Regions from separate parts of the Mus musculus genome. Here regions 2, 3 and 4 are each linked to region 1. Evidence: chromatin contacts called from public ChIA-PET, HiCAR-type and HiChIP or PLAC-seq data. All regions are on one chromosome and are shown on one strand. Each heading gives the region's core, a stretch centred on a gene start, on an enhancer-like site or on the middle of the called end of the contact. The rest is flanking DNA. Distances are from core to core; before and after follow the strand shown.

The links. ChIA-PET counts read pairs in DNA pulled down with a chosen protein or histone mark. HiCAR-type assays count read pairs that join an accessible place to other places. HiChIP or PLAC-seq counts read pairs in DNA pulled down with a chosen protein or histone mark.
Region 2: a contact with region 1 is called in an H3K27ac HiChIP or PLAC-seq map of microglia, with 4 times the contacts expected there. The contact joins the promoter of Ldb1 here to the promoter of Sfxn2 in region 1. A contact is called at or near these places in 2 of 115 datasets of contacts at active chromatin or transcription factors (microglia and pancreatic cancer cells) and 3 of 9 other capture datasets (adipose tissue, liver and pancreatic islet).
Region 3: an RNA polymerase II ChIA-PET map of memory CD8 T cells shows a contact between it and region 1, with 16 read pairs. The contact joins the promoter of Hps6 here to the promoter of Sfxn2 in region 1. A contact is called at or near these places in 1 of 39 promoter capture datasets (pre-B cells) and 1 of 115 datasets of contacts at active chromatin or transcription factors (memory CD8 T cells).
Region 4: a HiCAR-type map of astrocytes shows a contact between it and region 1, with 2.5 times the contacts expected there. The contact joins the promoter of Pdcd11 here to the promoter of Sfxn2 in region 1. A contact is called at or near these places in 6 of 39 promoter capture datasets (the 3T3-L1 cell line, erythroid cells, hematopoietic stem and progenitor cells and 3 more), 2 of 115 datasets of contacts at active chromatin or transcription factors (astrocytes and pancreatic cancer cells) and 2 of 9 other capture datasets (adipose tissue and macrophages).

The regions. Positions count from the first base shown.
Region 1 is chr19:46,569,861-46,574,923 of GRCm38.p6, reverse strand. It overlaps Sfxn2 (sideroflexin 2), which reads right to left and starts at 1,559. Exons shown (of 12, transcript NM_053196.3): 1 at 1,465-1,559. Arl3 (ADP-ribosylation factor-like 3) reads left to right here and starts at 1,742. Exons shown (of 6, transcript NM_019718.3): 1 at 1,742-1,884. The coding sequence starts at 1,882.
Region 2 is chr19:46,043,096-46,047,718 of GRCm38.p6, reverse strand. Ldb1 (LIM domain binding 1) reads left to right here and starts at 2,408. Exons shown (of 11, transcript NM_001113408.2): 1 at 2,408-2,889. The coding sequence starts at 2,865.
Region 3 is chr19:46,001,856-46,007,031 of GRCm38.p6, reverse strand. It overlaps Hps6 (HPS6, biogenesis of lysosomal organelles complex 2 subunit 3), which reads right to left and starts at 3,554. Exons shown (of 1, transcript NM_176785.3): 1 at 859-3,554. The coding sequence starts at 3,406. The coding sequence ends at 989. All of the region lies in intron 1 of 4930505N22Rik (RIKEN cDNA 4930505N22 gene), which reads right to left.
Region 4 is chr19:47,087,722-47,092,634 of GRCm38.p6, reverse strand. It overlaps Pdcd11 (programmed cell death 11), which reads right to left and starts at 1,869. Exons shown (of 36, transcript NM_011053.2): 1 at 1,768-1,869. It overlaps Atp5md (ATP synthase membrane subunit DAPIT), which reads left to right and starts at 1,988. Exons shown (of 4, transcript NM_023211.5): 1 at 1,988-2,062.

The sequences.
Region 1 (5,063 bases), core at 310-2,809:
AGGCAGGTAGCAGATGTTTCTGACTGTGGGGCTGGAGCCATGGCTCAGCACTTTAAAGAGCAATCGCTGCTCTGCAAGAATCCCTGGGTTCAGTTTTCAGCACCCACCTGGTGACTGACAGCCACCCATAACTCCAGCTCCCGGGTACCAAAGACACATGTGATGATGCACTTACATACATGCAGACAAAACATTCATATACGTAAAGCAAATAGTTTTAAAGGTTTTATAGAAAGTTCTTTACTTGGTTGTAAAAAAGACCTGAAAGCTTCGCACTATGTACCCAGTGCCCAGAAGTACCCAGGAAGGAGGCAGTCCTGTGCAAATTTAGGGCCAGTATGGTCTACATAGTTTTGTTCCAGGCCAGCCAGAGTTCCATAGTAAGACTCTCAAAACAACAACGACAACAAACCTGAAAACCCATACTGGAAAAATCTGCCTTTGTTTAAGTAATGGCAACTAGGTTGGTGAAAGAGGTAACGCCTGAACCCCAGATTAAACTATTGATAATAATAATAATATGTCACCCTTTCTTTGCGACAGGAATTGCTCTCTATGTACGTGACATACATGGACCTGTAAGATAGATAACAGGTAAACACACATCAACAGACTTCCAGAGATACCACTTCTACCTAAACTATGAGCTGTTGGAAGAGTTCTCTGCTTATTAACAGGTATAAACAGCTCTGAGGTGTGGGGTGTAGTGTATGTAGGTCGGTGGCAGAGTGCTTGCCTACCCTGTACAAACCCCTGCATTCTGAGTTCAGTCCCCGGGGGCAAACAGCACTCCTACCTGGGCCACAGTGTTTACAAGCAACACTATAAAATAGTTTACAAGTAAAAAAAAAAAATAGTTTACAAGTTAGTTCAAGTCCGGACTCTTATCATCTACAATAACCGATTTCTAGGGTTGTAAGGAAATTAAACCTCATATAAAAAAAAACATTCCACTAGGAAGAATGCAATTTCCACGAAGGCAGGTTGTCGGGAACCAACATGCCACAAAGGTCCTGTGGTCGGCCCTGGGCGTGAGAGGAGCGGGAGGTAGCGCTTGCAGTCTAACCCGGTTTAGCAAAATCCAGCAGATCCCAAACAATCTAACACTCCCGCTGCCAGCTAACCTCAATGCTAGGGACCGGTCCCCAACCTCCCTATCTCTCGCCCTCTCTCAGGCGACCTCCCCCAACACAGTACAAATCACCTATCCTGGATTCTAACAAGAATGTGGAGATAGAGACGTAGCCGCAACTCCTGAGCCCTAAAGCCTGGCACCCGAAGACAACCGGGGTCAGAAGGGAAGAATCCATTGGAGCCCTGGTGGGTCCCTCCGGCCACGCGGCTTCTGCAGATGCAAGTCCAGCACGCAGCGCCTGGCAGCCGCAACAGAGCAGAACCACGCTCCCTTCGGAGGCGCGGGGATTAGGAGTAGCTGTGCATTTGGCTGCACTTGCGAACTCTTACCTGGTCCCAGAGGGATGCACCCCGCGACTGCCACCAGGCGAAGCTGACCAGGAAAGCAGAACTGAAGTGTCGCGGCTAGGCCCGGGAACCACCCCCTCGCCCTACGCCCCCACTTCCGACCAATCAGAGGCCACAGGCTCCGGCCAGCCACGTGGGCGGCTTTGCACCTCCCGCTGGGTCGCTCACCAGCCCGCCCCGCCCTCCCGCCCCTCCCGAGACCGCCTGCGCAATGGGCGGGCGCTTTGGCGCGCTTGCGCACTTTGGGTAGAGAGGAGCAGAACCCCGCCCCATCCCGCTGCTCCGTTCCTCCGCTGTGCGTGCGAGGGACGTCAGGGGCGGCGCCGCAGCAGTTACCCCTGGTAACGGGGGAGGCAGGAGGAGGAGGCGGAGGAGGAGGAGGAGGGACTCGGCTTGAGGATGGTGAGTGTGGGGGCCCTGGCCCCTCCAGAGCTGACCAGTCACCCCCCCTCCTTTCACCAGTCCCAGGGCGGGGCGCTGCGCGTAAAGCCGAGGAGGACGTGGGATGGGGCTCGCCTTGATCTTTGGGGTTCTAGATCGGTTTCAGGGGCGAAGGAGGAGCCCCTAAAGTGGGCCTGGAGGGAGGCCTAGGCCTGGAGAGAAAAGAGGGGTTTGCGATAGATTCGAGGCATGGAGTGCTTGGCTAGCGGGGAAGCCTGGGCACCATCATCTTTCTAGGGACTGGGATGAAGGCGACTCTAGAGCTGCGGAGATCAGACCAAGCTCTCAGATCTTACTGCAGAGTCGACCTCTCGGCGCCTCGGGACTGTGGGGTTCATCTGAGAACCAGCCAAAAGTGGGAGAGGCGCGGCTCTACTGTCTTTGAGATCACCCTGGCAGCACCAGGGAGCTGTAACCTGGCTTTCCTAGATGCTCGCGTCTCTGAGTGAGAGGTGTGTAGGGAGTAAGTCCCAGGACAATAAGAGGTACCGCTGGGAATGGATGTCTCTGTGGTGGGTGCGCTCCTGCAGTCCCAACTTAATCGCTGAAAGTTCTGCGAAGAAATAATGGTTGTTGATGAGCGATTTTTTGCTCCGTATTTATTCCATGTAGATAGAAGCAAATTAACCTCCCGTGTCCTAGCTTTTCCTTCAAATTTGCAGTGTCCTTTTGCCTGAGGCCACAGGAGGACCAAAGGTCTTCACCTCAAACTAAAAAGAATGAACAATAGAAAGTGAGCATCAATTTGAAGCAAGCCTTGTCTCCGTTAACCTTAATTAAGGCTTTTCCAAAGTGTATGATGTGTGACAGATTTTTGACCAGAAACACTCGGTTCCTTGTTGATTTTTTAAAATCGTTATTTTATTTAATGTATATGTATGGGTGTTTAGCCTGAATGTATGTTTGTGCTCCACGTGTGTGCCTGGTGCCTGCAGAGGCCAGAAGAGAGCTTTGGTTGCCTGGAACTGGAGTTACGGATGTCTGGGAACCATCGCGTGGATGCTGGCAAATGAACACTGAGCGTTGCTGAACATCTCTCTGCCCTTGTTGATTCTGTACGCGGTAGATGGAGAGTAAAAATGAAGTTATGGGGAAATGAATATTTTTAGAGCTAGTCAAAGAAAACTTGATATTAAGGCATTTAGAACAGGTTGGTTGGCTTACTAACTGCTCCGAACAGGTTCCTGTTGCCCCCCCCACACACACACACACAATATTTTTGTGAAAATATTGAGGCATTTCTGTTGACTTAAGAAGCAAAGCCTAGGGCTGGTGAGATGGCTCAGTGGGTAAGAGCACCCGACTGCTCTTCTGAAGGTCTGAAGTTCAAATCCCAGCAACCACATGGTGGCTCACAACCACCCATAATGAGATCTGATGCCCTCTTCTGGTGTATCTGAAGACAACTACAGTGTACTTACATATAATAAATAAATAAATCTTTAAAAAAAAAAAAAAAAAAAAAAGAAGCAAAGCCTAGGGCTAGGGGTATAGCTCAGTGAGTAGAGGTTTGCTTAGCAAGCACTAAATCCTGCATAGAACTGAATGTACTAGTACTTGCCTACAATCCCAGCTCAAGATGGAGGCAGGGGGATCAGAAGAAGTGCAAGGGCTACGTATTGATTTCCAGGCCAGTCTGGGATAAATGAGACATGTTCTCAACTAAAGAAGAAAATAGACAGACAGGCAGGGGGGAAACTACACATCTTCTTTGGTCATACTATTGAGCAAGTGAATTTTGACAAAAAAACAAAAATTCACAGTGTCAAATTGTTAAGTAGAATTATTTAATCTGAGGTTGTCAATCACACTTCACACTTGTTACATTTACAGCTCTGCCTAACCTCGGGCTAAACAGATTTTAACTAGTGTTTTCTTTTTATTATTTATACATGAGCTGCCCATTTAAAGGCTAAGTTTATCTTAACAAATGAGTACAGATATAAATATTTACACAGAAAATAAGTGGATTTGAGAAAGGAGCCCTGTAACCCTGTAACCTCAGCACTTGGGAAGTAGAAGGAGGAGGAGCAGGAATTCAAGACCAGCCTGGGCTACATAAGACTCTGTCTCATAATAAGTGGGTAGTTTTTAAATTAATGAAAATAATTAGAACCGCAATTTAAAAGCCTTGCCAGGCTGTGTGTGGTGGCTCATGCCTGCAATCCCAGTCTTCTCAATGCGAAATTAAGAGGATCACTAAGAGTTAAGAGCCAACCTGGGCTACAGTTAGTTCCAGGTCAGCCTCAGCCAGAGGGAGGGAGATCCTGCCCCAACAGCCACCCCCTTAAAAGAAAGAACCACATGCCAAACCAAGAGGAAATAACTAGTTATAAATGAGAAATGTGAGAGTTAACTAACTTTCTTCAGTTTATCAATTGAGTACAGTACATAATTTTATTATTGCTTAATTTATAACTAAGTCACAGTAAATGAACCACTGCTCATGTTTCTAGGTGCAAATTGGCACTGTATTTAAGTAGATAACAAATTGACCATATTTATACAAGAGAGTTGGATACCACTACAGTAGTCACGGTATTTGATGCTCAAAACAGAGTTTAATATACATAAATATATATGTATATATGTGTATATATATGTATATATATATATATATGTATGTATGTATATTCACTGTACTGGCTAGTTCTGTGTCAACTTGACACAGGCTGGAGTTATCACAGAGAAAGGAGCTTCAGTTGAGGAAATGCCTCCACGAGATCCAGCTGTAAGGCATTTTCTCAATTAGTGATCAAGGGGGAAAGGCCCCTTGTGGGTGGGACCATCTTTGGGCTGGTAGTCTTGGTTCTATAAGAGAGCAGGCTGAGCAAGCCAGGGGAAGCAAGCCAGTAAGGAACATCCCTCCATGGCCTCTGCATCAGCTCCTGCTTCCTGACCTGCTTGAGTTCCAGTCCTTGGTGATGTACAGCAGTATGGAAGTGTAAGCCGAATAAACCCTTTCCTCCCCAACTTGCTTCTTGGTCATGATATTTGTGCAGGAATAGAAACCCTGACTAAGACAAGTTGGTACCAGGGACTGGGGTATTGGCTGTGATAGGCCTGACCATGCTTTTATTTGAAAGAATGTGGATTTTGGGACTTTGGATTTGGAAAATAGTGGAATGATTTAAATGGGG
Region 2 (4,623 bases), core at 1,159-3,658, 530 kb after region 1:
TCCACAGAGGTCAGGGTCAGCCAGCCTAGCCTAATCTGGGAGCCCTACAGCTCACTGTGTGATACTGGATTGTGTGGAAATTAAGATGGTTCCTGAGGAAGTACGCCAGAGGTTGACCTCTGACCTCTGCATGCACACATGAAACTATGCACAGATGTGGGCAGGCATCATTCACACCCAAATGTACAATGTCCTTATAAAGGAGACCACAGGTGTGAACACCCAGCACAGAGCCAGGTCCTTGTTCACTCCTGCAGTTTTATTTTTGTCTCCTTCCTTGCACCTATCTCCACCTCATCTCCGTCCTTGTATTTCACCTTCTACACCTCCAACGTAGAAGAATCTCTCATTCAAAAGGAAGGAAGACCTCTGTGGGGTATGAGAAAATCCCCACAGTCCACCAGGTAGGTGATCGGAATCACCTTGGAATCTGGTCTAGCTAGTTGTTTGGAATGAGTGGCCTTAGGGGCAAGTGGTCCCAGGACTGGGAGAAGGCACATTCACATTCATGGATGATAGAGATTAGGAGTCAAAAGGCTGAAAGATATCCCCCTTCCTCTGTATCAACTCACATTCAGCACCCTCTTGTCATCCTTGAAATAATCTTTACCAAAAAAAAAAAAAGGCATACTTGTACTAATGTCTAACCAGTAGTACTACATGGGGAGAGAGGCTATGCGGGGTACACATTGTCTGGTTCATATCTCATCCAGCTAATTACAGACGGTAAAGCTCAGGGTGGGGCTGTCGGCTGTCATACAGCTCAAGAGGGGTTGTGCAGGGATTCAAATCTGAGCATCCAGAACTCGGGGCTATTTGTTGCCTTAGGTCCTTAGGTCCTCTCCACTCCCTCTAGTGCTGACCTCTGAAAGAAAGTGGAAAGGAGATGGACTCTGGCAGAGGATGCTGCCAAGGAAATGCTGGTGTGTGGATGTCTTTTTTTTTTTTTTTTTGTCAAGTCCTTCTATGCCCTTGGTGGGGACGGGGACGACGGCAGGCGGCGTAATCCCGAGGAGCTCCCCATATTCTAAACACTGGGGGAGGGGTATTCTCATTCCTAGGCACGCCCTCCTTTCAATCATCAGACTCTACTACCATGGTCTCTTGCTCCTTAGCCAAAAAACAAAAACAAAAAAAAACAAAAAAAACCCCTAAGGTTGGGATATGTGGTCTCATGGCACCTTAACCTCCACCTTTGTAACTCTCCCCTGGACAGTCAAGCCAGCTGTGCAAACTCCTAAATCGGGGTAGGGAAATCAAACACCTTTTTCAAACAATCCCCATTTTAGCAACAAAGGGAAGAGGGAAGCCAGTGTAACCAGTCTAGTTCAGATACCTTAGACAGGGAATACCAGCCCCCAGAATCTACCCAGGGAATACACCACGAAGCTTAAGAGAAGCTAAGGCTTGGGGGACACCCCCCCCCCGAACTCCTTCTAGCAGCTCCCCTCCTCCCTGCTAATAGGTATTTCCTGTTTATGAGGCAGCTAGGGCTGGGCTTTGGAGAAGGGATGGAAGAGTTCTTCCCTTCCATGGGTTGGGTTGAGGAGTCCTTGAGGACTGCCTGAAGGTTGGGAGGGTTCTCCCTTTGGAAGATAGACTGACTGTCCAGGATGCCCCACCCCCAACCCTCCCCGCGGCCTCTGCCCCTATGGGTAGGGGGCACTGAAGGAGTAGGTTTCCTGTTCTCCACCTCCAAAACAGGGAGCTGCTTCCAGGGGGCGGAGGATGGGGGTGGGTGGGTAGAAGGCTCCAGGGCTGGAAGAAGAAAGTGGGGGAAGGGAAGTGTCTTAACTGGTGCGTCAGAGCCTGCAAGAGGAAAGGATGGCTTTGGTAGTGCTCCCCCCCTTCCCAGCCTAATGGTCATACCACAGCCCTTGTGTCCCCTTGCAAAATGCGGACCTCAGGCCCTTAGGCGGGGGAGGGTGGGGTCCCTTCTTAATTAACCCTTTTAGCTCTAGTCCCAACTGGTTTAGCAGGCATGGTCTGGTTAATTTAGAAAGGGGATGAGTCTAGGGGTTGCTCTGAGAATTAGGAGAGTGCTCCTTTTCCCACCCAGCTTCGGGTGGAGCGCGCCACACAGGGTCTCCGCAAAGAGCACAGGCAGGGGTCAGCGCCCCATCCCTCCCGGGGGTGGAGAGAGGGTACACCTCACTACCCACCCAGGCTCCGCCTCCCCCAATCCCCGCTCCCGCTCAGCCACGCTCCCAACCCCGCGCACCCGGAGGACGGACGCCGAGCGTGAGGCTTCGCCTCCTCCCGCTCCCCGGCGCCCGCCCTCGCCGGGGTCTCTGCCTCCGTCTCGTTTTTTAAGAGCTGCGTCACACGCATGCCGTTCCCGGGAGCGCTCCCTGCCCCTCGCCGCGCGGCGCACGCACGTCGCCGCTCGCGCCGCGCTCGCCCGGGTCACTTTGACACGGCTCTCCCCTCCCACTACCAGGACAATTAGCATATTAATAAAGCCCGGCCCAGCCCGACTCTGGCCGGAGAGCCGGCGCTTGCGAGAGGGAGAGGACGCGCGAACGAACGGGAGCGAGCGCGAGGGCGGCGGCGGGGAGGGCGGCGGGAGCGCACAGACACGCACACGCACACGCGCACACACGGACACACACTCCGGGGACGCACACCCGCGCGTACACACGCAGAGGCAGCTCGCCTTCCTGCCTGGCTTCCTTCCTGTCTGCTCCGCGCCTGACAGGCCCCTCGCTGCAGGCAGGGGCGGCCCGCACCGGGCAGAGGCCGGGCCGGGCCGGCGGCGCGGGCATCGGGGGCCGCGGGCGGCGGCAGCGGCTCATGCCCGGCCTGTCCCTGCGAGGGGCGGGCATCGTGACTCGGCTGGGCCCCCAGCGGCGGGCGATGTGAAGATGTCAGTGGGCTGTGCCTGTCCTGGTGAGTGGGTCTCGAGGCCGCCTGGCCCCTCCCTCCCTTTCGGCCCCCTAACCCCTGGTTTGGAGAGGATTTGTATGTGGGGGGCATCGAAGGCATGGTGGGGGTCGGGGGCTGTATAGAGTTAGAGGGGCCTCGATCGGGGCCGGGTTTTCTCATCTGTATAAATACGCAGCAGCCCAGCGGCACGGGAAGGGGGTGCTAAGGATGGCTTGTAATTTTTTTTTGAGGGGGGGGAGGCTAACTGGGGAGGGATGGGGGGGGACTGAAATTCCCAGAATTCCAGGGTGTTAGCCAATCAGAAGTGACTTTGGACTTTTGACCCCCCCCTCAGGTCATCGTAGAGTTCTGATTGGCTGATTTGGGTTTCCCCCCCTTCCCTGCTGTTTATTGCCTCTTACATATTTTGTGACATTCCCCCCCTCGGGCTGTTTCTTAGGATGCTGTTTGGGGGAGGAGTTGATTGGAGCCCATCTTACCCCCCTTTAACTTTTCCTGTCTGTTGCCAGGGTAGGTTGGCCCTCCTGAGGGACAAAAAGCACTCCTAGGGGGTGTCAGATAATTGGGCCCTTGGGTCTGCTATCTCAGTCTTCGTGGGAGGGGGAGTGTAGCAGTTCCAGGTAGGCCGTGAAGTTAAGAGTGGTTTGCAGATTCGAGTTGGGGGAGCAATGCTTGACACCCCCCCCCCAGTGAAAACTTGAGGACTCAAATTCAAATCACAACCCTCTCTAACAGGTATCAGAGCTTGCCAGGGAACACCTGTGTCTGAGAGTGCCTTGAGATTTTTCTTGTACGGTCGGGGTATAAGGCCACAAGTGCTAGGAGGGAACAGTTGAGCCATGTGATGGGAGAGGTTAGTCTAAAGAGAATCCCAGAATATAGTCGGTCCCCTTCCTTATAACTCTGTGTCCTCAAACTGGCCTTCCTTCCAGGATGGAGGCAGCTTTCTCTAGAAAGTCAGTGGTCAGTGTCCTGGGTCTAGCCTGGCTGGATCTCTTGCCCCTCTGTATGTCCTGTATTCTGAGAAGCCTAAACTTCAGAACTAGGAGCCCCCCCCCCCCCGCCGTATCCCCGCACCCCAACATTCATACAAATACACAATCCCCCCAGGGAAGCTGCTAGTGCAGAATCTTCTTTGGAAATCACGTGACTCTGGCCAAGTTGGACTGGGTTGGGCCCACACTTCAAGTGGCTGCTGTGGCTGACATTTTAGGGGCATAGGGCCCAGGAGGAGGAAAGCCTGAGGATCCTGGACTATCCGGGTGTGGGAATCCCTGGCTCCTGCTGCAGAGGGTGGAGAAGAGGAGGAGAGAAGAGCTTGCCAAGCTGGAATCCTGCCTAGCTTCATAGCCTTCCCACCAATTTGACTTGTGTGTTTGTGTATGTGTTTTCGCTTTTACAATTTGGCCAATGCTAGACAAGGTAGTTCATGCTCTTAGCCCACCGGTGGGTCATTTCCCTACAACGTGATGTATGAAGACCCAAAGTAAGGCAGGGCTTTAAACAAGCTAGTGGGCTGAAACTTATTTATTTTTTTCCCCTCGAAGACAGGGCTTCTCTGTGTAACAATCCTGGTTATCCTGGAACTTGCTCTGTAGACCAGGAACTGCAGGGCTCGAACTCAGAGATCCACCTGCCTCTGCCTCCTGAGTGCTGGGACTCAAGGCATGCGCCAACCACCACCTGGCCGAAACTTAAATTTTTATTCGTAGAGGTTTTATATGGAGAAGTTGCCAG
Region 3 (5,176 bases), core at 2,305-4,804, 570 kb after region 1:
CCAAAAAACCAAAACCAAAACCAAAACCAAATCAAACCAGCTTTCTGTAGCTATCATTTGGGAGCTAGAACAGGTTGCAGAAACACCCTGTGGTTAATTGGAAGCAAAAGGGGTGTAGCAAACCCCCAGAAAATTCTACTCTAAGAGGCCCCTTGGGTAGAACTGGGCAGAGACCACAGCCTCTTTAGAAGGGTTCTGCTAATGGACCCAGAAAAATAAGAACTTGGTTGTTGCTGCTACTTCTTGGCTTAGGGAGTCACCAGAAGTATGAGGCTTTCTCAAGAGCTTTGCAGTCCGTCTGTCTGTCCCCCAGCTCCCCAGCAGTGACTCATTACTAGTCTGGAGCCCTACAAACAACCCCCTTGTCTGTATAAACCAGGGACTGCTCAAGAATGGGGGGAAGTAAGCAAGGGCTTAGGACAAATATGGGCTTCTTTCCCCAAGGCCAGAAGAGACCCAGGGAAAAAAAAGAGAGCCCTATAGAATTCTCTCCTTGAAGTCCCGGAGAAGCCAGCACTAGGTAAGGAGCTTGCAGGCACTGCTGGGCTATGGAGTGACATGGCTCACATGTTCAAGCCTCTATGTTCTAGGTGATAAACTTGGCCAAGCTCTTTCATCTTTCTAGCCAGCTACTTCTTCTCTCTAGAAAATGGAGACATTAATACTTCATCAGTGGAGTTATGAGAAGCATTAAATAAGGAATTCTATAAAGATCAACAGGTTTCCTAGCACACAGGAAACACACTCAGGACTATTGTTTCCATGACCAGAAGTAGCTGATTTATGCAAGACATCCAGATTCAACCATTCCCTCGATAAGCTACAACCCTTAGCTGTTCAAAACTTAACACGCACAAGAAACCTCTGTGAGTATATTTGGTATTTGCATGTATTTTAAAAATTGTTCCACAACAGACAGTATTGCACACACAAGTCCCACCTTCGTGCTTCATAACCCTAGGTACCCTTCCCTTCGCATCTCTGTGCTCTACAAATGAACTCCCACATCAGCTGCACCGAGCCCTTGTCCAGGTGGTACCCAGGCTTCTTGTCCTGGATGGTCTGATGCCGGGAGAGAAGCAGTGGGTCCACGAGGTGGTGTAGGGGGTGGAGTGCCTGGGTCCCATAAGATGTCCTCATAGGTGCTTTGAACTGGGCCAGACGGCCTTCCTTGAGCCCCAGTCTGTTCTAGCAGGGCTCTGACCAAGCCCACTGTGAGAGGGGGCTCTGCCCCAGGCTCAGGGAAAGGGGTGGTTCCCTCATCATCTGGGAGATGTGTCCTCAGCAGAAGTAGGAGCTCATGTGGAGCCACTTCCGGTGGGCACAGGCGACAGAGGAGAGGGAGGTGTGCATCCAGGCGGCGGTGCTGGGCAAACTCTGCCAGCAGCAGCTTAAAGATCTCACTTCGAAGCAGGGGGCTGGAGGCATCCAGGGCCAGCCCGGCTTCCAGAGCCCGTTCCCACTCTTCTTTCTTTATCAGCTGCCTTACAGCTTGTAGCACGGCTTTGGGTCGCCCACTGCCCAAAAGCAACTCGAGTTCCAGAGCCTCAGGCCTCTTCCCTTCCTCACCTAGCACTGCCAGGGCTCGGCGGTAAAGGGGCAGACTGGGGCCTTCAGCCCCCCAGCCGGGGCCACCCTGCTGCTGTGCCAGTTTCACAAATGGGGGGAGCCACTGAGGCTCGAGCTGGCCCAGGCACTGACACAGGAGTTCAAAGGGCGGCAGTATTCCATTGGGATGTTCCTTTCCAGCTGTTGGAGCCCTTAGGACCTTCTTCCATACATCCGGGGGTGCTTGGGACCTCAGCCTGCCACTCCTATCTGGCTGGAGCTGCAGTGCCTGGAGGGTGGCACCCCAAGCTGCTGTAGGAAGGGCTTGGAAAATGGTGTTGAATTGGGCCAGCTGGTCTCCTGTCAACTGGGTTCTCAGCAGGCGGGCCACCTCGTGCTCCGCTAACTCAGTCCAGCCAGCCTCCTCATCGTCCCCAGCCACCAGCTGGGCCTTGAGCTGTTCTATACTACGATAATCCCGGAGCTCAGCCCTCAGGGTTGTCAGGAGTGTAGACGGGGGCAGGTGGCCCTGGAGGATGGAGGCCAGGGCCTGAGGTGCCCGAAACATGCTGTTGTGTCTCAGTTCTTCTGGGGTAAGCTGGGTACCTCGAAGGCTCCGACGCTGGTAGTACCCACAGGCCTCCTCAAACACCAGGTCCTTGTCTGAAGGCAGCTCAAGGCCTTGGGGAGTTTCCCAACACACACAAAAGAGACCCAAGGCTGAAAGCAATCGTAGGGCTCCTCGGGTCTCCAGCTCTTCCTCGTTCTTCATGCCCGGGGCTGGAGGCTCCAGCAAATGTACTCTGTCTGTACTGAGAACCTTTTTTTCCAACAGCCGCCCACTGCTCATGTCCAGTAGTTCCAAGGTGGAGCCCAGGACACAGGCTAAAGTGCCGTGAAATGTCCCCAGGGCTGCAGACCCTTTTAGGCTTACAGGGGCCTCCTGCAGGATTCCCACGGTTCGAGTACCACCATGGCACTGCACTAGGCTCACCTTCCCTTTCAAGTCAAGCAACAACAAGCCCTGCGAAGATGGGGCCCAAGTGTGTACAGCCAGTGGCTCCCTGGGGGACAGGAATCCAGGAAGGCCTCGCAGCAGGGTCCGGAAGTCCCAAGTGTCCCCTTGTTTGGGATTCAGGCTTTTACTGTGTGAAAGACCAAGAGATGGAGCAGCAACTATTACCTTCCCCTTGCTTGGGCTCCAGATGAGCAGAAGGTGGGCCACACCAGACCAAGTGTTGGTAGTAGGCACCAGGAAGAGGTCCTTGCGGGAGGCTATCAGTCCAAAAAGGGGGCAATGGTGTAGCAGGATGTGGGTGCAGCCTAGTTTGGTGCCAGCCTCCCCGCTGGTTTCCAGGGTCTTGAAGCACACACGGTGGCTGAAGGCCGTTGAAAGCTGCTCTGGTTGGTCCTTAACACCCGGCTGACGCTCCTCGCACCAAACTAGGCGGCCTCGGGTTGCGGCCACGGCCATCACGCGGGCTCCACCATCCGGACACAGCTCAGTGCTCTGAAGTAGCTTCCATCCAGGCTCCATCCCCACGCCCCAAACCTCTGCTAGGCCACTCTCCCATACCAAGATCAGCGCGGGTCGCGCCAGCCACGGCACGAAAAAGACGTCCAGCGGCGAGGGGTCGCCCTCCGGCCAGGCACGCTCCAGCGGCAGGCCGGGCCCACGCACAGCCACTAGAAGCTGTGGGGCGGGCGATCCGGGGGGTCTTAATAGCAGCAAGTGGCGGCCGTCAGGGCTGCAGCGGACTAGGACAGCTGGGTCCCCCGCCAACAACTCGCGGAGCCGGGCCGCGCCGGTGAAGTTGCTCAGATCCGAAAGCAGGCGCAGAGTTCCTGCACGCTTCATGACGCCTCTGCCGCAGGAGCTAGCCAAGGCCTGATCGCCCAGTGGGGCGAGGCCGGACTGCTAGTCCTGGTACCCGGGGGAGTGCAGGGCTGACACTTCCGTCCCTGGTGAATGAGGTGAGCCAAGCCCTGGACTGAACGTCGACTCCGCCCGGCCCCGCCCCGCCAGGCGAGGTCCGGGATTGCCCCAGGGCACGCCCCGCTAGCGCTGCGCGCCGGGGGCGGAGCTGCGGGAAGATGTCCGAGGGAGGAGCATCCGCAGCACCCAAGGGTCCCCGCTCTGGATTCAAGTTTCCTAGGCACCGTGAGAATGTCTCAAAACGTCTCCCTTCTTTCTGAACCTCGCTCTTTCACCTTATTTGTGGTTGAGTACTGACACCGTATCAGCCCTGACCAAATAGCAAATCTCAACCGCCTGGAAATTTAGTGGAAAAACTGTAAGGTTAACAACCCTCCGCTCACCAGGCTGGCCACAAATTCACAGAGATTCTCCTGTCTCTGCCTCCCAAGTGCCGTGATTAAAGTTCATCACTACCATCCCTGGTCTTTATACATATGTTTTAAATTTGAAGTCAGCATACAAAGTAATGAATTTCATGATCGCATCCCCTTCCTCCATATTCTTAGTCCTGTGTGCACCTGTGAAGGCTGGAGGTCAGCCTCAGTGTCTTTCCTCAGAAGCCAACCTTCTACACTGTTTTGAGAGAACTTCTTTCACTAGGACCTCTCACCCACTAGGTTGTGCTAGCCAGCCAATGAGCTCGGGAGATCCTCCTGCTTCAGTCTCCCACGCTGGGATTATAGACTCGAACCACAATACCAAGCATTGAGGATAGAATTAGCGTCTTAAGCTTTTGAGGTATGCACTTTATTGACCAAGCTATGGCTGGCATTTTTACACATATATATATTATTCTACTTTGTTCCTGTTCACTGCCTTCCTCATTAAAAATTTAAATTAAATTATATTGAATGTGTGTGTGTTTGTGTGTGTATCTATGTGTGTCTGTGTTTGTGTGCGTGCAATATTATGGGCATACGCCACAACACCCACTCAGAGGCCAGAGGACAACTTTCGGAGCTGGTTCTTGCCTTGTACCACGTGGTTCCTGTGGTGGTTTGACTAAGAATGGTCTCCCACAGACGCATATATCTGAATAGTTAGTCATCAGAGAGTGGCACTCTCTGAGAAGAACTGGGATTAGTTATGTGTGGCCTCCTTGGAGGAAGTGTGTCACTGGCAGTGAGCTTTGCGATTTCAACCCCCCATGCCAGGTCCAGGTTCCCGTCTGCCTGTGGATGGGACTGGAGCTCTTAGCTACTGCTTCACTGCCGTGTGCATCACCGTGCTCTCTGCCAATGATGATAATGGATTGATGCTCTGAAACTGCAAGCAAGCCCCTCATTAAATGGTTTCTTGTATAAGAGTTGTCCTGGGGCTGGCGAGATGGCTCAGTGGGTAAGAGCACCCGACTGCTCTTCCGAAGGTCTGAAGTTCAAATTCCAGCAACCACATGGTGGCTCACAACCATCTGTAACAAGATCTGACTCCCTCTTCTGGAGTGTCTGAAGACAGCTACAGTGTACTTACATATAATAAATAAATAAATCTTAAAAAAAAAAAAAAAGAGTTGCCCTGGTTGTGGTATTTCTTCACAGCAATAGAAGAGTGACTGAGACAGGTGTCAGGAATCAAACTCAGGTGTGGGAACGTGGTTCACGGATGAAGCTGTGAGGAGCTGAGACCTTGTGGGAGAACTCCGAATAAACG
Region 4 (4,913 bases), core at 620-3,119, 520 kb before region 1:
TAATCCCAGCACTACGGTGACAGGCCAAAAGGTCTGAGTTCGAGGCCAGCCTGGTCTATAGAGTAAGTTCCAAGACAGCTAGGGATGCATTAGAGAGAAACCCTGTCTCGAAACACCAAAAAAAAAAAAAAAAAAAAAAAAGGCATGTCAGGCTCCCATTTTTTTCATCTTTCCAATATTGTCTACCTCAAAACCACAAACTATACACTGTGCACGATCTTCCAGGAAATGCATTCTATGTAGCAAATGTTCATTTAGTGTTAATCATTGTAATTATGTGAGGTGTGTGTATATATATATAATTCCATACCGCCAAACATACATTATTTAGAAAACAAAATGTAGGTAAATTAAGGTAAGCCGGGCAGTGGTGGCGCACGCCTTTAATCCCAGCACTTGGGAGGCAGAGGCAGGCGGATTTTGAGTTCAAGGCCAGCCTGGTCTACAGAGTGAGTTCCAGGACAGCCAGGGCTATACAGAGAAACCCTGTCTCAGGGGGGAAAAAAGTAATTTAAGATACAAGTCAGATTATAATGCATAAACAAAAGAGAAGTGGCAGGATTCTGTAAAGATGAACACTTCATAAGAATGATGCTTTTGAGCTGTACATTAAATAAATAAAGAACCGGGTCTGGTGGTCCATGCCTTTAACTCCAGCACTTGGGAGGCAGAGGAAGGCCTATCTCTGTGAGTTTCAGACAAGACAGGACTCCATAATGAGACCCTGTCTCAAAAATAACTATAATAATAGTAAATAGAAATATGATGGTAGACAATGCTAAAAACAACAACAACAACAACAACAACAGAGAAACAAGAAAAAGTTTGCCAGGCGTGATGACACATGCCTTTAATCCCAGCACTTTGGGAGGCAGAGGCAGGCGGATTTCTGAGTTCGAGGCCAGCCTGGTCTACAAAGTGAGTTCCAGGACAGCCAGAGCTATACAGAGAAACTATGTCTCAAAAAAAAAAAAAAAAAAAGAAAGAAAGAAAGAAAGAAAAAGTTTATTTCTCAAAATACACCAACCAGTTGCCTGTCAAACAACTCTTCAAAGGCTTTCTAAAAAGCTGAATTATTCAATTAAGCTACAGGGAAAATAAAGCATGGTAACAACTTATATTTTAGAAAATAATTTGGCTCTTTGGTGAAAGATACTTAAAAAATTAATAGTTTGCGTTTACTTGGTACTTCAGAGCCATGGGGAACGTGACAAAATAATGGAGAATATTCCTCAGTCTACAGATTGGACAGAAGTGAAAGCCAGTGTAAGGATTTAAACGATGCACATCAGGGAAACCATGAGAACCAAGACGAGGTATAAATGAAGACGCAGGGCAGCCTGGTTGGTTCTGGGATACCTAGGAAGAAAACTTTAGTAGCCGAGTGAGACTGTGAAAGGGACGACGAACGAAAAATGTAAGGTTTGTTCTGTTATGGGTGCATGCTTCGTAGAAACAGTATAGCTCACAAGGTCTACTTCGCTGGGACTCTATAGTTCCCATTATAGACCCGATGAGACCGAGGCACCAAACAGTCTGGCGATCACGTAGAGAAGGCACTTAAGGTACCTGCAGAGGACAGCATGGCTTGCATGAACTGCTAGCTCCGAGGGGATTGAGGGAATAAGACCTCCCATCCCAAGCCAACTGTGCTTAGCACGAAACCCGGAGACCCAGGCCAGGAAGCCGAGGTGACAGGCATGAAGTCTCCTCCCTCCACGCCGAAGCTCCCGTGTCATCAGCCCCAAGGCTCCCACCGCCGCATACCTCACGGAGCGTCTCAACGCAATCGCACGCGCAGAACAGGGAGCCGACAGCTCCACGCGACTCGTCCACGAGCGTAGGTAAGACCAGGGCTACTTCCGTTCTGACGTCGGGTCTGACGCCGGCTGAAACGGGAAGTAGAAGGGCGGGACTTGGCGTTTATAGCCAATCCACGCCGAGGGCCGAGTCGTCGCGGCCTGTCGGTCGCGTGCGGGGAGGGGGCGTCTTCCGGTCGGGCCGAGCTCGTCGCTAGGTTTGTTGAAGGACATCGGCCGCCGAGTTTGGGGTTCGGACGAAGGTGGGTGAGAAAGCGCTCTTGGCTGCTCGGTCCGGTGATTGAGCTTTGTAGGGCCGACTAGAGTCTGGCCGTTTTTCCAGCCCCGGAACAGCGCGAGGTTTTCTTTTTGCGGGGAGACGCTGGGGAATGGGAAAGGCGCTGGAGAAAATGAGGGTCAGGGCCCCATGGCGGATCTAGGAAGCCTCAGCACCGCGAGTGACGAGCGCCCCAGGGCTCGCACGGTTAGCGGAGAGCCTTATGCCCCACTTCCCAGTGTGGATTGGGAGTGAGGCCGGTCGAGAGGGGAGCTCCCCAAGGTCATCCATCCAGTGGATGTTGAGAGAGGACTCTGGATTTTGACCCCATCTCTGGCAGAGTTCGTGTGTCTTGGCCTCTATGGCCATAGCGATTTGTTTCCTCCGAGCTGCGATCGGGAAACCAGGTCTCCTTTACCTGCGCCGTGGCCTTTGTCAAAACCAGAGTAAACGTGGAATGGCCCTGCGGTTCTCCAGGCCTGGGCTCTAAAAACGGATTAGATTTTGTATCCCAGCGGTTCTGAACCTGTGGATCATGATCGCTTTGACAAGCCTCTATCTCCAAAAATATTTATTTACATTACGAGACTCCTAGCCGTAGCAAAATTACAGCTGTGAAGGAGCAACGGAATAATTTTATTGGGGGAGGGGGAAGAGAGGTTTCACCACAACAGAAGGAAGGTCGCAGCATTAGGAAGGTTGAGAGTCACTGCCGTGTTTGATCAGTGCAAGGGTTTCCACAGAGGCTGTTTGCTGCTTGTGGTCCTTTGACTTTCATCTTCCTTATACCTGGTGATGGCACTACTCCAGATAGGTGCCCATAAGACGGGAATAGCTGTATCCAGGAGCCTGTTACAAAGCAAGGGCAGCTGCTCACCCCAAGACTTTAATGAAATGCCCATTTCACATGGAAAGGCTGGTGGTATTTAATAGTAGTTATTGGATTATTTAGAAACAGAAGCAAAACCTGTCAGCTTAGACTTTGTAGCAGGCTGCTGTTCAACAGTAGTACATTTTTTTAAAAAATACTAACTCACAGGCTCACAATTATTAGTCTTTGGTGATTTTTTTCCACTACCAAATGGCTCTAAGCTTGCACATGACTGCAAGGACAGGACATTTTAGTTTTATTTGTTCCTATTGCCAGGTGTGAATGGCTTGTCCCTCTAGTCCCAACACTGTTGGGCAGATCTCTGTAATTTCAAGGCCAGCCTAATCTATGTAGTGAGTACAGGCATCTGGGGCTACAGACTGAGATAAATAAAATAAAATAAAAATTCCATACAGGGCATTGTTAACAATATTAACTGTTAAAAAAGGTCATTGTCCTAAAACAATATGCAGTTTGTTGGAAGGTGCTTTAAGCCTTAATATCACCTTTGCTTGCCATGTGGTGGTGCCACACACATTTACTCCCAGAACGCAAGGCCAGCTTAGGTCTACAGAGTGAATTAATCCTGTCTCTCCATGACAGTGACGGCAAAGACATCACCATCGACACCACTTAGATGGAAATCTAAGCTTCCTTTAAAACCCCAGTTCCCGTACCTTCCCTTTGTTCTGCAGTCAGAATGAGTTGTCTTTGGAATACATCATCCTTCTTGCAGTATTCTATAGAATGAAATTTAAGCATCTCAATATTAACCAATTATGACCAAATCTCCTCCTAACGGTGAAAGGTATCAATCACTTAAAGAGTTGAGAAGGTTGATGAGCTGGCAACGACAAGGAGTCTTAGTTTTCCGGAGGGTTTCTCATGAGAACCTACTTCATAACTTTAAAGAATGTATCATGAAGTAAATGGAGAAGAATGCTTTGGGAGTGTAGTGAAGGGGAGCTGGAACTATGAAGGGTTTGGTTGTTAATAGTGATTTTCCTGCTTTGGCTAGATTGGCCAAGATCTGTGAAAGAGACCCAGGGAAATTTAGATTTTCTTCATTGTTCCAGTAACCATTATGAAAGTATTCAAAATTAAGGTCTCAAATTTTGTTGCATGAATGCATCTGAAACCTTTGAATAGTTAATAGAAGGGTGTGCTGGCTTCCATAGCAACAATACCCTTATGTTTTCTCCTACTCCCATTTAGAAGCTAACCAGTCTGCCAATCTTGCCTGGACCTTGACCAGCTAGTTCAAGTTGCTCCTGGAATCTGTGGCTCAGCTGTGGTAGATAGGCCATCATACTTAGAAAACTGAATGGTTTTGAATCTGCTGTGACTTGCTGAGTGTTAGCAAGTACGATGTCACTACTGCAGCTTTCATTCCACTCCACCCCACTCCTTATGGCTCCCTACTCCCAGCCAAATCGTCAGGATTCGTTCTACTTTTGTGACTTAACACAGGCATACATAGATGCATGTACATTTAAACCTGGGCTCTGTTTACCAGGAAACTCTGGTTATTTGTTCTGAGTCTGGCTTATGTCATTAACGTAATGATTTTCTGTTGCATCTGTTCCCCTGCTTGCTGACAATTCATTTTCCTTCTGACTGAATAAGGTCCCACTGTAAATGTGTACCACACATTCTTTATCTACTCTGCTGAGAGGCATCTAGACACGGTCAGTATTTTAGCCACTGTGAATAGGGGAGCAGTAAACATGGACGTGCAGATAGCCTTGTGGTCAGTGGCTTAGTCTTTCAAGTAAACCCCAAGTGGAATAACTGGGTTGTATGGCAGTTCTGTTTTTAATTTTCTGAGACTCCTCCACACAGACTTCCATAGTGGCTGCCCCAGTTCCCACTCCTAGCAGCAGTAATGATTTCACTTTTCCCTACATCTCCCCAGGATGTTGTCGCTTCCTTTTAAAGCAGTTTCTTACATAGAAGGAATAAAGCC